Linked DNA regions of Sus scrofa: region 2 is linked to region 1. A link is a contact called in public Hi-C data. All regions are on one chromosome and are shown on one strand. The core of a region is the stretch at or near the end of the contact, and the rest is flanking DNA. Distances in the headings are between cores, read along the strand shown. Region 1 overlaps PAPLN (papilin). Region 2 has its middle 5.0 kb from the start of NUMB.

Region 1 (5,976 bases), core at 948-3,447:
GGGTGTCAGTTCAGGCCTGGCTGCTTCCCGTCTGCTGGGCTGAGGGTGGAACTGGCCAGGCTTGAAGTCTGGTAGAAACGTCGCTTAGTGAGTGGGACTGACAATGGGCTTTTGGTCTGTGAGCTCCTTGAGACTGTGACTGTGGCTCACGTTCCGGGGCCCAGCCCAGTGCTCAGCCTCACCAGGGGCTCAGGTTCTCAGTGACTCAGTGCAGGTGTGCGTGAAGGCGTCCCCTTGGCAAGAGCGCCATCCTGCAGGGCGTCTAGCAAACAGACCGCTTGTCTACATACTTCCCAAACTCGTGAGACTTGAGACAGGCCAGGATGCAGACTTAGGTGAAAGAGAGCTGTGAGGAGGACCCAGATAGGCCTGTGGGTGATTAGCTATAGACATGCCTAGCCGGGAGGCCTGCTGTAATCAGAAACTTGGTTGCTGCTGAAGTCTGGTAGGGCTCCTGATGGAGTGGTGTGATGTGACCTGCCTCCGGGACACGACACTCACGGGCTCGGTCCGACCACCTTTCTCCCACCCCGTTGGATGAGTGTTGTTAATCTTTTTTTGGGGGGGGCACCCTTCTTGACTAGAGGCTGTCTCCCTCCCCTCTTTAACCGTGTTCGATCTGTTGATTGGGCTGCAGCTATCTGCTCTCACCCGTTTAAGCTTTTTGCAGTGTGTCACTGCTTGAGGCTGCCTCCCTGTGCCCTGTTCATGGTTTGGTGGTGTGTTGGAATCAGTGTTAGCGTCACTCTGGTGTAAGGGACATACTGCCACTGTGAGGATCTCTCAAGCTTTCTGCCTAAAAGCTTTTGGTGAGAAAGTATTGTAGGTAAAACATAAAGGGTCACTCACTTTTCTAGATGAGCAGGAATGAGGGAGGCTCTGGGGCCGGTTAAGTGCCCTTATTTTAGCCATGGTTACTACATCCCAGCTCCTTTTATCATCTCCATTTCAATGAGGAAACCAAGGCACGGAGAGCTAAGTGACAATTTGTCCAAAGTCCCCCAGCTGTTAGTGTGAGAGCCAGGATGCCACTCAGCACGCCCAATGTCGGTGTGAGAAGCCCAGGGGCTGCAGCGGCTGAGATCAAGTTGATACCAAAGCTATGATTTTTAATTAAAAATAAGCATAAATGGCTTTCTTACTCTTTAGGTAAATGTTGGTCGTTTGTACTCTTGTCATACTGTATGTATCAAGCCTTTGTAAAACCGTTCGCTGGTTTGGTATGGTCTTTTAGTTGTATTTGGGGAGGGAGCGTGGAGTAGGCTTTGCCCAGTCCCATGAGGTCTGATTTTCAGGGAGGTGCTGCTCAGGCCTGAGTCAAGCTGTCATAAGAGCCCCTTCTAGAAAGAAGAGGGAGGGTAACTAGCCATGGCAGTCCTAAGATGAAGCAGCAGAATGAAACTCACAGGGATTTATAAGATACAGAAGAAGCTCCTAGTAAGTAAATTCAGAGCAGAAGGCAGCCGGTGTTTTGTGCTCTACGCAGTGTCAGGTTGTCTTCCTATGACCTCACTGCTTTCCCCGGGGGAAGTGTTGGGGCTGTCAAAGGCACAGAACTCTTGAGGCTGGAGGAAACCAGCAGTGAGAGAGAAGACAGCTCAGAAATGTGTGTAGGAATGATCCTACTCTCTCCTCTTCCCAACCCAGAGGCCAAGGCAGTTGTCCAGCTCTTTAGGTCTCAATGGTCAGGGCAGGGAGTTAACGTCCAGAGATGTTTAATCACCCAGTCAGTCACTGTTTTGGAATCTGAGAGCACCGGGTGGAAGCTGCCTGCTGAAGCAAGGCCAGCTGCGGGTGAAGGGATCCCCCTGGGGGTATACTTACAGGTGTTAAAGGGTTAGAGGAACTGCACCCTTCTCGGAAGCCGGCAGTTACAGTGCTGCTTTCCTTGTAGGAAATGAGATTGTAGGTGAGAGTTTTCTTCAGCACACACGGCTTTCTTACCACCCACTCCCCTCACTGTCTTGCAGCACTGGCCACCCAGCCGAAGGACCCCAGTAGGGACTGCGTCGACCAGCCAGAGCTGGCCAACTGCGACTTGATCCTGCAGGCCCAGCTCTGCGGCAATGAATACTACTCCAGCTTCTGCTGTGCCAGCTGCTCTCGTTTCCAGCCTCCCGCTCAGCCCATCTGGCAGCGAGGACGAAGGCTTGCTGCAGCCCCAGTTCCGAGACAACGTCTAGGGCTAGGAGCGCGGGAGACCGGCTCTCGCTCTCCCCCGTCTGGCTGGCAGAGGCAGTTATCCTCCTGATAACTGGCCTGTCCAAAGCTGCTCCAGCTGTTGGGCAGTCCTCAGCAGGGTCTGCTTCCCTGACTTAATAACCATAGCTGCCTGCTGAGTTGTCAAGAATCTATTTGGATAATTTCCCTCCAGAATTTCAGTTATATAGAATCAATTCACTGTGTTTGAAAGCAAACCAGGGTTCTCACTTCATTTATAAAGCTAGGTGGTGGTGGGGTTTAATGATCTCAAAGTTAATTCCTATCTCATACAGGAACACTAGCTCCTGTTGTGTCAAAGAAGCATTCTTTGCTAGACTAGATCTCATGTGGGGTCCAAAGAGCAATTCATTGCTCAATCTCTCCCGGCCTTCTAGGTAGTACAGCAACCAGCTTCCAATCTCACCTGTGCGGCACCATTACCAGCTTGGTGGGTGTGAAAGCTCTTGGCAAAGGGGATACAATGAAAGGCTCAGGATGGGGATCCAGGATGAAAGAGCAACTGGTGCATCACCAGCTGAATATGAAGAACTAGAAAAGCTCTTTCCTTTCACCAGGAGGCTGAAGCCCTCCTCCCGAGGCTGACAAGCCGGGCCATGGGAGCTGGGCCCGCTCCGCGCAGGGACCGAGGAGCCTCTCCTCCTTAAGCAGGAATCTGTGATGCAAGGTACCTGCTGCCAGATAAAAACCAGTCTATTATTTAAAACAGCACCAGGGAGTTCCTGTCATTGGCTCAGTGGAAATGAATCCCACTAGTATCCATGAGGATGTGGGTTCAATCCCTGCCCTTGCTCAGTGGGTTAAGGATCCAGTGTTAGCATGAGCTGTGGTATAGGTCGCAGAGGCAGCTTGGATCCCACATTGCTGCGGCTGTGGTGTAGGCTGGCAGCTGTAGCTCAGATTCAGCCCTTAGCTTGGGAACTTCCATATGCTGTAGGTGCAGCCCTAAAAGGCAAAAAACCAAAAAAAACTAAAACAGCACCAGCAGGATGGGGGGTACCAATGGAGGGGAGGATGATGTAGTAACAGGGAAGTAGTTTCTGAAATGGTCCGAGTTGGAAGAAGTCATTCTTCCTCTCTCAGAGCCTCTTAATGCTTTGCTGCTAAAACAAGAGGCCCAGTTTCAATGAGCCCCTGAGTTCCTTTCCACTTTAACCTTGTTCAAGTCTTCCAGAGGACTGGCCAGGCCTAGTAGCAGAGGTCATTCTGGGACTCAGGAAAGATTGGCATTACAGGGGAAGGTGACTTTTATTACCAGCACACTGACTAGAAAAGAGATCCTGAGTCATGGGCAAGTGATATTTCTTGGTCTACCTCTCATTTAACAAAAGAAACGGGCCAGGGCACAGACCTTTTTTCCATTTAAAAAAATGGAGTTCCCGTTGTGGTGCAAGCAGAAATGAATCTAACTAGGAACCATGAGGGTTGTTGGTTTGATTCCCGGCCTCTTTCCACGGTTTAAGGATCTGGCGTTGCTGTGGCTGTGGTGTAGGCTGGCAGTAGCTCCAATTAGACCCCTAGGCTGGGAACCTCTATATGCTGCGAAAAAAAATGGAGGCCTGTTTTCACTTACCATGGCTGGTTTTGCTATACAACTTGGAAAAATAAGGGCTGCTTTCTTGCAGTCCCCTCTTCTCTAGTTAAAACTAGTATTTGGCCAATTGGTAACATCTCAGAAGGAAGTGTGAAGTTACTTAGCTCTTTGTAGAACGAGTCACAGGGTCATAGGCTGAAGTTAGAGTAGAACTCAATCTAGACCAGAGGTTTTCAACCCACTTCCAATACTGGGAGCTTTTTAAAAAGTGAACCTGGGGTTCTACTCCCCCGATTTTTATTTAGTTGGTCTGGAGTATGGGCTGGGCATGAGGACTTTGAAAGCTCCCAGATGATTATAACATGCATCCAAGGTTGCAAATCACTGCTTCGACTCCAGACTTCTCAGAATGTGAATCTTGTTCCAATGCAGATTCTGACTGCTAAGTTTGGGTGGGGCTGAGGTTCTGGATCGCTAACCAGCTGCTCCATACTTTGAGCAGCAAGAATCTGCCATTAGAGATGCACTTAGGAACAACCAAAGCCTAAAGTATGAATTGAAGAATATGGTAGTCCAACAAAAGATTTTCCAGCCATTAAACTAGAGATCTGTGGCAGCCGTGATGGAGAGAGAACAAGACCAAAAAGAACCAAAACTCACTTGCTAATAAAGAAAAGGGGAAAGAATAGCTCTTCATGGCCAAAAGCTTCTACCACGAACATTTATTTTTGTTAAAGCAGATTATAAATTCTCATCAGTACAAATATATATAACTTACATTTGATTGTAAGGCCAACGTTCAAAAGTAAAAATGAGATGGGATCTCATGTTACCAGAGGTCAAGTGGCTGCAACTGGCAATGGGATGTTCTGCTCGCCACAGGGGAGAGGGGTGGGGAGGGACACACACACACACACACAGTGCGAATAAAACCAGAATCTCCATCCCTACAACACTCATGGGAACAAAACAAAGGACAAAACAAAATCCACCAACACCTACAGGACAAACCAACACAGTAACCTGTGTTCCCCTCTGTGGATATGATTATGTCATTGTCACTAGTGTTAAAGGATTAACAGAAGGAAACTGCAGCAATATGTAAAAGAAAATACATATTCTCTAGAGAGTAGATTGATTCCATTAAAATAATGACATTAGAATTTCATTATAGGTTTAAAACCAGGACAATACTGCTCGCTCTTTATTTAAAACTACAACCTAGTGACTGTATTGGTCAAAAGCGTGATTGTTGTTGCAATGTGCTACTTACAGTGAATGATACCAAGCCAGCCAGGGATCCCGTCTGCAACTTCCAGCCCTTCCTCTTTTTACTTCAATAGGCATCAGTGATAAATCAATCTTATATACAATTTCTTACAGCTAACCCTTTTACCTTTGGCAAGATTACTTACAACTCATACAACTTTTTAATATTGAGAACTATTTAAAATATTCTAAATGCATAAAAATAAAGATTTTGGCTTTTCGATATATATTTATAATATTTATTTTTACTCAAAATGGAAGCTCAACTTTACCCCAAAAATATAGCTCTGCTGGGCAGCTACTGATGTGCCTTCCTGGGAATTCTGGCAGCACAGGCTGCCTCTCATTCCCAGCCCAAGCACAGGCCACTCTGTTCTTGATCTGTAAGAAGAGTCTAGTATTGAGAGAGGAAGCAGGTGAATGGCCTGAAATTTGAACAAAGGGAGGTCATTTTGCTTCCCGTTGTGTTTTATATTCCAGTAAATGTGCTTTGAATACAGATTCCTGTTCAGATACTTCTGCCTCTCTGCTGCCAGAGATTTATAAGGGGCTGAAGGATGAGGGGGACAAAGGGTAACATTTCCTTGACTTCTTTAGTCTAATTGCAAGAAGCTCTTCTCTAGGAATGGTTTTCTCCACTTTCACCAATCGCCTCCCTCAGCATTCTATGTCTGGACATGCTCCTTGGGACCTTTGGGATCAGTGGAAAGTGTACTGGTTGGGAACGCAAAGTTCCCTTGGCTCCTCTGACCTCCATGCCCCTCCCTTACCTAAGTAAGGACAAAATACATAAGCCATAAGGACTGCTTAAAGTTCAATTTCGAAAGTCTTCTGTAAGTCACTGGAGAAAGGGTTGGTGGGGGAGGGGTTAGTACGCTGCTTGGACTTGCTTTCTAATGCAGCCCACTGGGCTTCGAAAGGATCCACGGGACAGGTGCCTGCAGGCACCTCTG
Region 2 (6,160 bases), core at 920-3,419, 180 kb after region 1:
TGACTATGTGCCATAGAGAACATAGAATTAGGCCAGCCTCACTAAGAGGACTTGCCATCTAAGTTCAGGAACTCAACAAAATTACTATAACAAAACTAGGAAAGTTGCCACAAAGGTCAGCTATTCCTTCTATTTCATACGCTAAAAAAGAAAAAAAACTATTCATAAATGTTTTTGCTCATACATGTTTATACACTTATACCACACCCATTCCTGGTGAAAAATCAGTTAAGAAAAATGTAAAATACACACATACAATCCAATAAGAAGAGAGAAAACCTTAAAGAAGGAAGGTTTTGTGTTTTTTTGTTGTTTTTTTGTTTGTCATTTTAGGGCTACACCTGCGTATATGGAGGTTCCCAGGCTAGGGGTCAAATCAGAGCTGCAGCTACTGACCTACACCACAGCCACAGCAATGCCAGATCCTTAACCTACTGAGCAGGGCCAGGGATCAAACCTGCATCCTCGTGGACACTAGTCAGATTCATTTCCAGTGAGCCATGATGGGAACTCCAAGAAGGAGGGTTTTCAGGAATGTTCTTTGATCCAAGAGAAGGGCTACTATGTTATTGGCGCCCATGCAGTACCGCTTATACGCTACATTTTGATTTTGCTTGCATAAGGTAAACTTATAATTACTCCAACCAGCTTCTGCTTTCTTTCCCGTGTTATGTGCTTCTCCATCATCCTCAAGTTCCACTCTTAAAAAGCAAGAACACTGGAGTCAGGGAGTCTGCAGCTTTGTGCTGCGTGGTTGGCTGTGGAAGTGGTGCAGATGGTATCTGTGGAGAGCCACTTGAGCAAGACCAGGATGGCAGGTATATTAAAGGCAAAAATAACCTTTATAAGTCCTGATTAAGTGGAAAATGATGGATTCAGAGTGATGTCCCAATATTTAAGGTACGGTTTGTTTTGGGCTCTAATGTTGTGCCACTTTTTGTTTTCTTTGCTACTCCTGCTTTTTTCCCCATCGTATCACTTTTCAAGGAAGTAGAATCCATGTCTCTTTTTTTTATATAAGCCTTTTAAAAAAATTTTTTATATTACTCAATGAATTTATTACATTTATAGTTGTGCAATGATACAGCATTTCCATCCCAAACACCCAGCATTCTCGTACCCCTCAACCACTCTCTTTTGGAAACCATAAGTTTTTCAAAGTCTGTGAGTCAGTATCTGTTCTGCAAAGAAGTTCATTGTGTCCTTTTTTCAGATTCCACATGTAAGTGATAACATTTGATGTTGGTGTCTCATTGTGTGACTGACTTCACTTAGCATGAAAATTTCTAGCTCCATCCATGTTGCTAAAAATGCTGGTATTTCATTCCTTTTAATGGCTGAGTAATATTCCATTGTGTATATGTACCACATCTTCTTGATCCACTCCTCTGTCGATGGACATTTAGGTTGTGTTCATGTCTCGGCCATTGCAAATAGTGCTGCAATGGAGTACATGTGTCATGTCTCTTTTCATTTCTATTTTTGTCCAGTGGGGCAATCTCACTATGCAAAAGCTCCATTTGGGTTTGTTTGTTTTTGGATTTTTTTTTCCTCCCTGGTTTTTACACACAATTCCAAATAGACTAGAGAAACAAACAACTGGTGGAGAAGAAAATCACTCGGATAAGCTGACAAGGGCAGCCAGAGTTTGCTACTGCTAGCAGTTAGGGGTAAAGCCATGAGGGTAAAGCCATGATTTTTTTTTTTTTTTTTTTTTTTTTTTTTGCTTTTTTGGGCCTCATCGGCAGCATATGGAAGTCCCAGGCTAGGGGTCGAATCGGAGCTAGAGTTACAGGCCTATGTCACAGCTCACAGCAACGCTGGATCCTTAACCCACTGAGAGAGGCCAGGGATCGAACCCACAACCTCATAGTTCCTAGTCAGATTCTTTTCCAGTGGACCATGACAGGAACTCCAAAGCCACAATATTTGATAAAAGATGGTTCCTTGAGTTTGGGATCCCTGAAAGTGGAAGCTGACAGGGATGAAGAAATTGGAGAGAAGGGAAGAGAGAGGCAGCGGGAGAGAGGGAGGGAGGGAGAGAAAGTCCTATGGAGAAGAGGGTAGTGAAAGCAAGAAAAAGAGTCAAGAGGCCGTGATCACAGTGCTGAGCCAGCTTAGAGTTCTACCCCCACTTCCCGGCTATGGACTTTATACCAGGTTGCATAATCACACAAAGTGCAGCCTCTGCTCTGCCACTGGCTGAAAGGAGAATGGGGCCAGAACTATACCCTATGGGACCATTGATCTACTGCCACCTGAAATCCTCCCTGAGCTCAAAGACTGCTGCTCCGGTACCAGGGCAAAGCTGACAAGGAAGGATCAATTCCTGCAGCTAGCAAATAAGTGCAACTTCATTTGATTTCATAAAGGTGACCACTAGCATGAAGCTTTGGATATACAAAGAGAAAATTTCTTGAAGATGTTTTTGCCATCCCAAACTGGGGAGCGTCCATCAAAGGGAAGTGCCAAGCTGCTTTCCATGCTGGAACACAGTTCTGGTTTCAAAGTTCAAGGCTGTTTCATGGATGGGAAAAAAGTCCATAGAAGAGGATGCTCTTTCAGGCAGAACCATTTGCTATCCAACTCTAGGGCTCTTGTGATTTTTATTTATTTTTTTATTGTAGTTGATTTACAATGTGCTGTCAATTTCTGCTGTACAGCAAAGTGATCCCGTTACACACATACATACATTCTTTTTCTCACATTATCCTCCATCATGTTCCATCACAAGTGACTGGATACAGTACCCTGTGCTATATGGCAGAATCTCATTGCTTATCCACTCCAAATGCAGTGGTTTGCATCTACCAACTCCAAACTCCTAGTTCATGCCACTCCCTCTCCTACTCCCAGTCAGCAACCATAAGTCTTTTCTCCATGTCCATGAGTTTTTTTTTTTTTTTCTGTAGATAGGTTCATTTGTGCCATATATTAGATTACAGATATGTAATATCATATGGTATTTGCTTTTCTCTTTCTGACTTACTTCACTTAGTATGAGAGTCTCTAGTTCCATCCATGTTGCTGCAAATGGTGTTATTTTATTCTTTTTTATGGCTGAGTAGTATTCCATTGTGTATAGGTACCACATCTTAATCCATTCATCTGTCATTGGACATTTAAGTGTTTTCACGTCTCGGCTATTGTGAATAGTGCTGCAGTGAACTTACGGGTGCGTGTATCTTTTTTTTAATGATTTTTATTTTTTTCCATGATAGCTGGTTTACAGTGTGCATGTATCTTTTTCAATGAAAGTATTATCCAGATATATGCCTAGGAGTGGGATTGGTGGATCATATGGTAGTTCTATATTTAGTTTCCTGAGGTAGCTCCATACTGTTTTCCATAGTGGTTGTACCACTATCTTTAAATAGCACACCATATCTTCTCTTTGCTCAATGCATGCATTTTGAATCCGAGTGTTTTTACCCCTCTACCCACCTTGCATAACACAGGCAAGATGACTTTAGTGCTTATAAAATGGATGGGCTGCAGCTCTCAGCTCTGCCATTGTGCTTCTGAATGGAGCCCTTGGTTACTATCACCAGATCTGTGGGTGGACCAGCCATTCTGCAGCAGGGAGTGGACCTCTCAAAGCAGTCAGCACCATTTAAAGTTTTGTCCATCCCTGTTTTACACACACACAAAGAGTTTCCTGGAAACATGGCTATGCTCCAAGGATTTCAGAGTAAAATGCCTTCTAGAACACCAGTTTCCCAATCACTTGGAATCTCATAAGAAAGTAGATTTGAACTCAGACTCCTTTTTTTCTTTTAGGGCCACACCCATGGCATATGGAGGTTCCCAGGCTAGGGGTCAAATCCAAGCTACAGCTGCTGGTCACAGCCACAACCACAGCAACATGGGATCCAAGCCATGTCTTCAACCTATACTAGAGCTCATGGCAACGCCGGATCTGAGCCAAGCCAGGGATCGAACCCACAACCTCATGGTTACTAGTTAGATTCGTTTCCACTGCTCCACAATGGGAACTCCTTGAACTCAAGACTCTTGAACTTAAATGTGTTCAGATCCTGGCTCTGCCATTTACAGCTGTGTGACTCTGGGAAAGCTGATTCATTTACCTAAACTTCAATTGCTTCACCTACAAAACAGGGTATGTATTAGTTATCTCTTGCTGCATAACAAATTACCCCCAAAACTTAAAAAAACACTTATTATTTCTGTTTCTGTGGGTCAGAAATCTGGTGCAGCTTAACTGGATCCTTTGGCTCTGGGTGTTTCGCAAGGCTGCCATAATCTCAAGGCTCAACTGGGATGAATCTGCATCCTAGCTCACTCATATCTTTGTTGACAGGAGTCCTTCACTCACAGGCTTTAGGCTAAGGCCTTGGATCCTAACGAGCTATTGGTTCAAGGCTTCCCTCAGTGCCTTGCCTTGTGGATCTCTCCACAGAGCATCTCAAAACCATGGCAGCTTACTTCACCGGAGTAAGAAATAAGAGGGCAAAAGAGAGGTCCAGTAAGAGTGAGACTGCTAAAAAGACAGAAGTCATTGTCTTTTGTAATCACAAAAGTGACATCACATCACTCTTGCCACATTCTGTTCTTTAAAAGCAAGTCATTAGGTTCAGCCCACACTCAAGGAAAGGATGTAAATACCAGGAGGGGGATCATTGGAGCCAGCCAGTTTAGAAGCAGCCTACCTTAGGATAATAATAATGATATTAATATCTAGTGGCATTTTGTTTAAAGAATAAATGAGAGAATATATTCAGCTCAAGACCTGGCACATATTATGTACCTAATGTATACAATAACTATTATTAAGTTATTATTATTGAGTTATATAATGACTGGTTTTCTCTCCCTCCTAGCTACCAGGAAGAAACTTTTATGAGCAATAAATGAGATAATCCGCATAATTCAGGAAGGACTTGATACATAACAAGTGCTCAGTAACCATTAATTATTATTATTAACATTATATGAATGTGTGATATCTGGTTGCCTCTCCAAGTGCTGGAAGGATATGCTATGATTACGGTAACTTTCCCAGAATGGTCTCATTTTCAAATATTTTCTCGTTTATCTATGTGTACCCTATATTTGCCAGACCATAATTCCAGATTTGGATTTGTTCAAAAAGTATGAACAACAAAGCCACAGTCCAGTCTAATTTCCTGCCTGCCCAATATTAAGAAAGGTATGCTCAAAATCAGCAGGAAGAAGCTGGTCACTGTGCAGTCTGTCAGTTCTTAACTGAGGATGAGAGAAAGGGGGAATCCTGCACAGGCTCTATGGAGGGAGGAAGGGCAGTCAGGAGGGGATTTTTTACACTTGGACTGGGAGCAGTTAGAATCAAGAGGCTGAGGAGAGAGCAATTTTGCAATTAGAAAGTTGGAAGAAAATGGAGTTCCTGCTGTGGCGCAGTGGATTAATGATCCGGCTCGTCTCTGTGGCGCTGGTTTGAGCCCTGACCCGGTGCAGCAGGTTAAGGATCTGGTGTTGCCACAGCTGTGGCATAGGCTGCAGATGCAGCTTGGATTCGATCCCTGACCTGGGAACTTCCATATGTTATGGGTGCAGCCAGAAAGGGGTGGGGGTGGGGGGAAGTTGGAAGAGAAGGGTCCAGTTTGCAACATGAGAGAAAGATTACTATGAGGTGAGAGTGACCCAGCAGGACTGGGTTGAATGGCTTCCTTAAAAGGGAGGAGGATATTAATGACTGGCCTGTTGCCAGAGAAAATGAGGAACTACAATCAAGGAAACCCCATTACTTTGGCTTTGAGTCATTTCTAAGGGCTCACTCGTGATTGTTATATAAGGAAAATGGAGTGGAGGGACGCCTAAAGTATAAATAATTTCTAAGCCAAAAAATACTAAGAAAGACAAAGGTCCAAGTCCATAGCTCACCTCATCTTCTCAGGCCAAGGTTATCTCCTCAAATATTCTCTCTCACTCTCTCTCTCCTTCTCCCCCTGTCCCCTCTCCTCGTATTTGTACATGTTCTTCTCTTTCGTCTGAGTTCCGTGGAGAAGAAAAAACTATCTTTGCGAGGAAATGCCTTAGGGTCCTTTAGACGGAAATAGTTTACTTATCTGGAGTCACCGTCCCAAGGAGTTTCTGCTGTGGCTCTAGACCATTAGTGCTCAATAAACACTCACAGAGGATGACAGGTACAGCTCTGCTTCCA

The links. Hi-C and Micro-C count contacts between places; a contact is called where the count stands out from the background.
Region 2: a Hi-C map of liver shows a contact between it and region 1, with 6 times the contacts expected there. The contact joins two enhancer-like sites. A contact is called at or near these places in 1 of 5 promoter capture datasets (fetal skeletal muscle), 10 of 47 Hi-C or Micro-C datasets (alveolar macrophages, blood, embryonic fibroblasts and 4 more) and 2 of 2 datasets of contacts at active chromatin or transcription factors (alveolar macrophages and skeletal muscle).

What each region holds. Positions count from the first base shown.
Region 1 is chr7:96,619,809-96,625,784 of Sscrofa11.1, forward strand. PAPLN (papilin) reads left to right here. Exons shown (of 27, transcript XM_021099491.1): 27 at 1,971-2,679. The coding sequence ends at 2,251. It overlaps NUMB (protein numb homolog), which reads right to left. Exons shown (of 9, transcript XM_021099490.1): 9 at 4,462-5,976. The coding sequence ends at 5,831. Among named protein-coding and RNA genes, the nearest start is that of PAPLN, 38 kb to the left of the region's middle. Within about 2 kb of position 2,198, at least 23 of the 83 cell types and tissues checked have an H3K27ac peak or open chromatin away from gene starts, as enhancers often do. A contact at or near this core is called in liver, where this site is marked.
Region 2 is chr7:96,800,567-96,806,726 of Sscrofa11.1, forward strand. No RefSeq gene overlaps it. Among named protein-coding and RNA genes, the nearest start is that of NUMB, 5.0 kb to the left of the region's middle. Within about 2 kb of position 2,170, at least 4 of the 83 cell types and tissues checked have an H3K27ac peak or open chromatin away from gene starts, as enhancers often do. A contact at or near this core is called in liver, where this site is marked.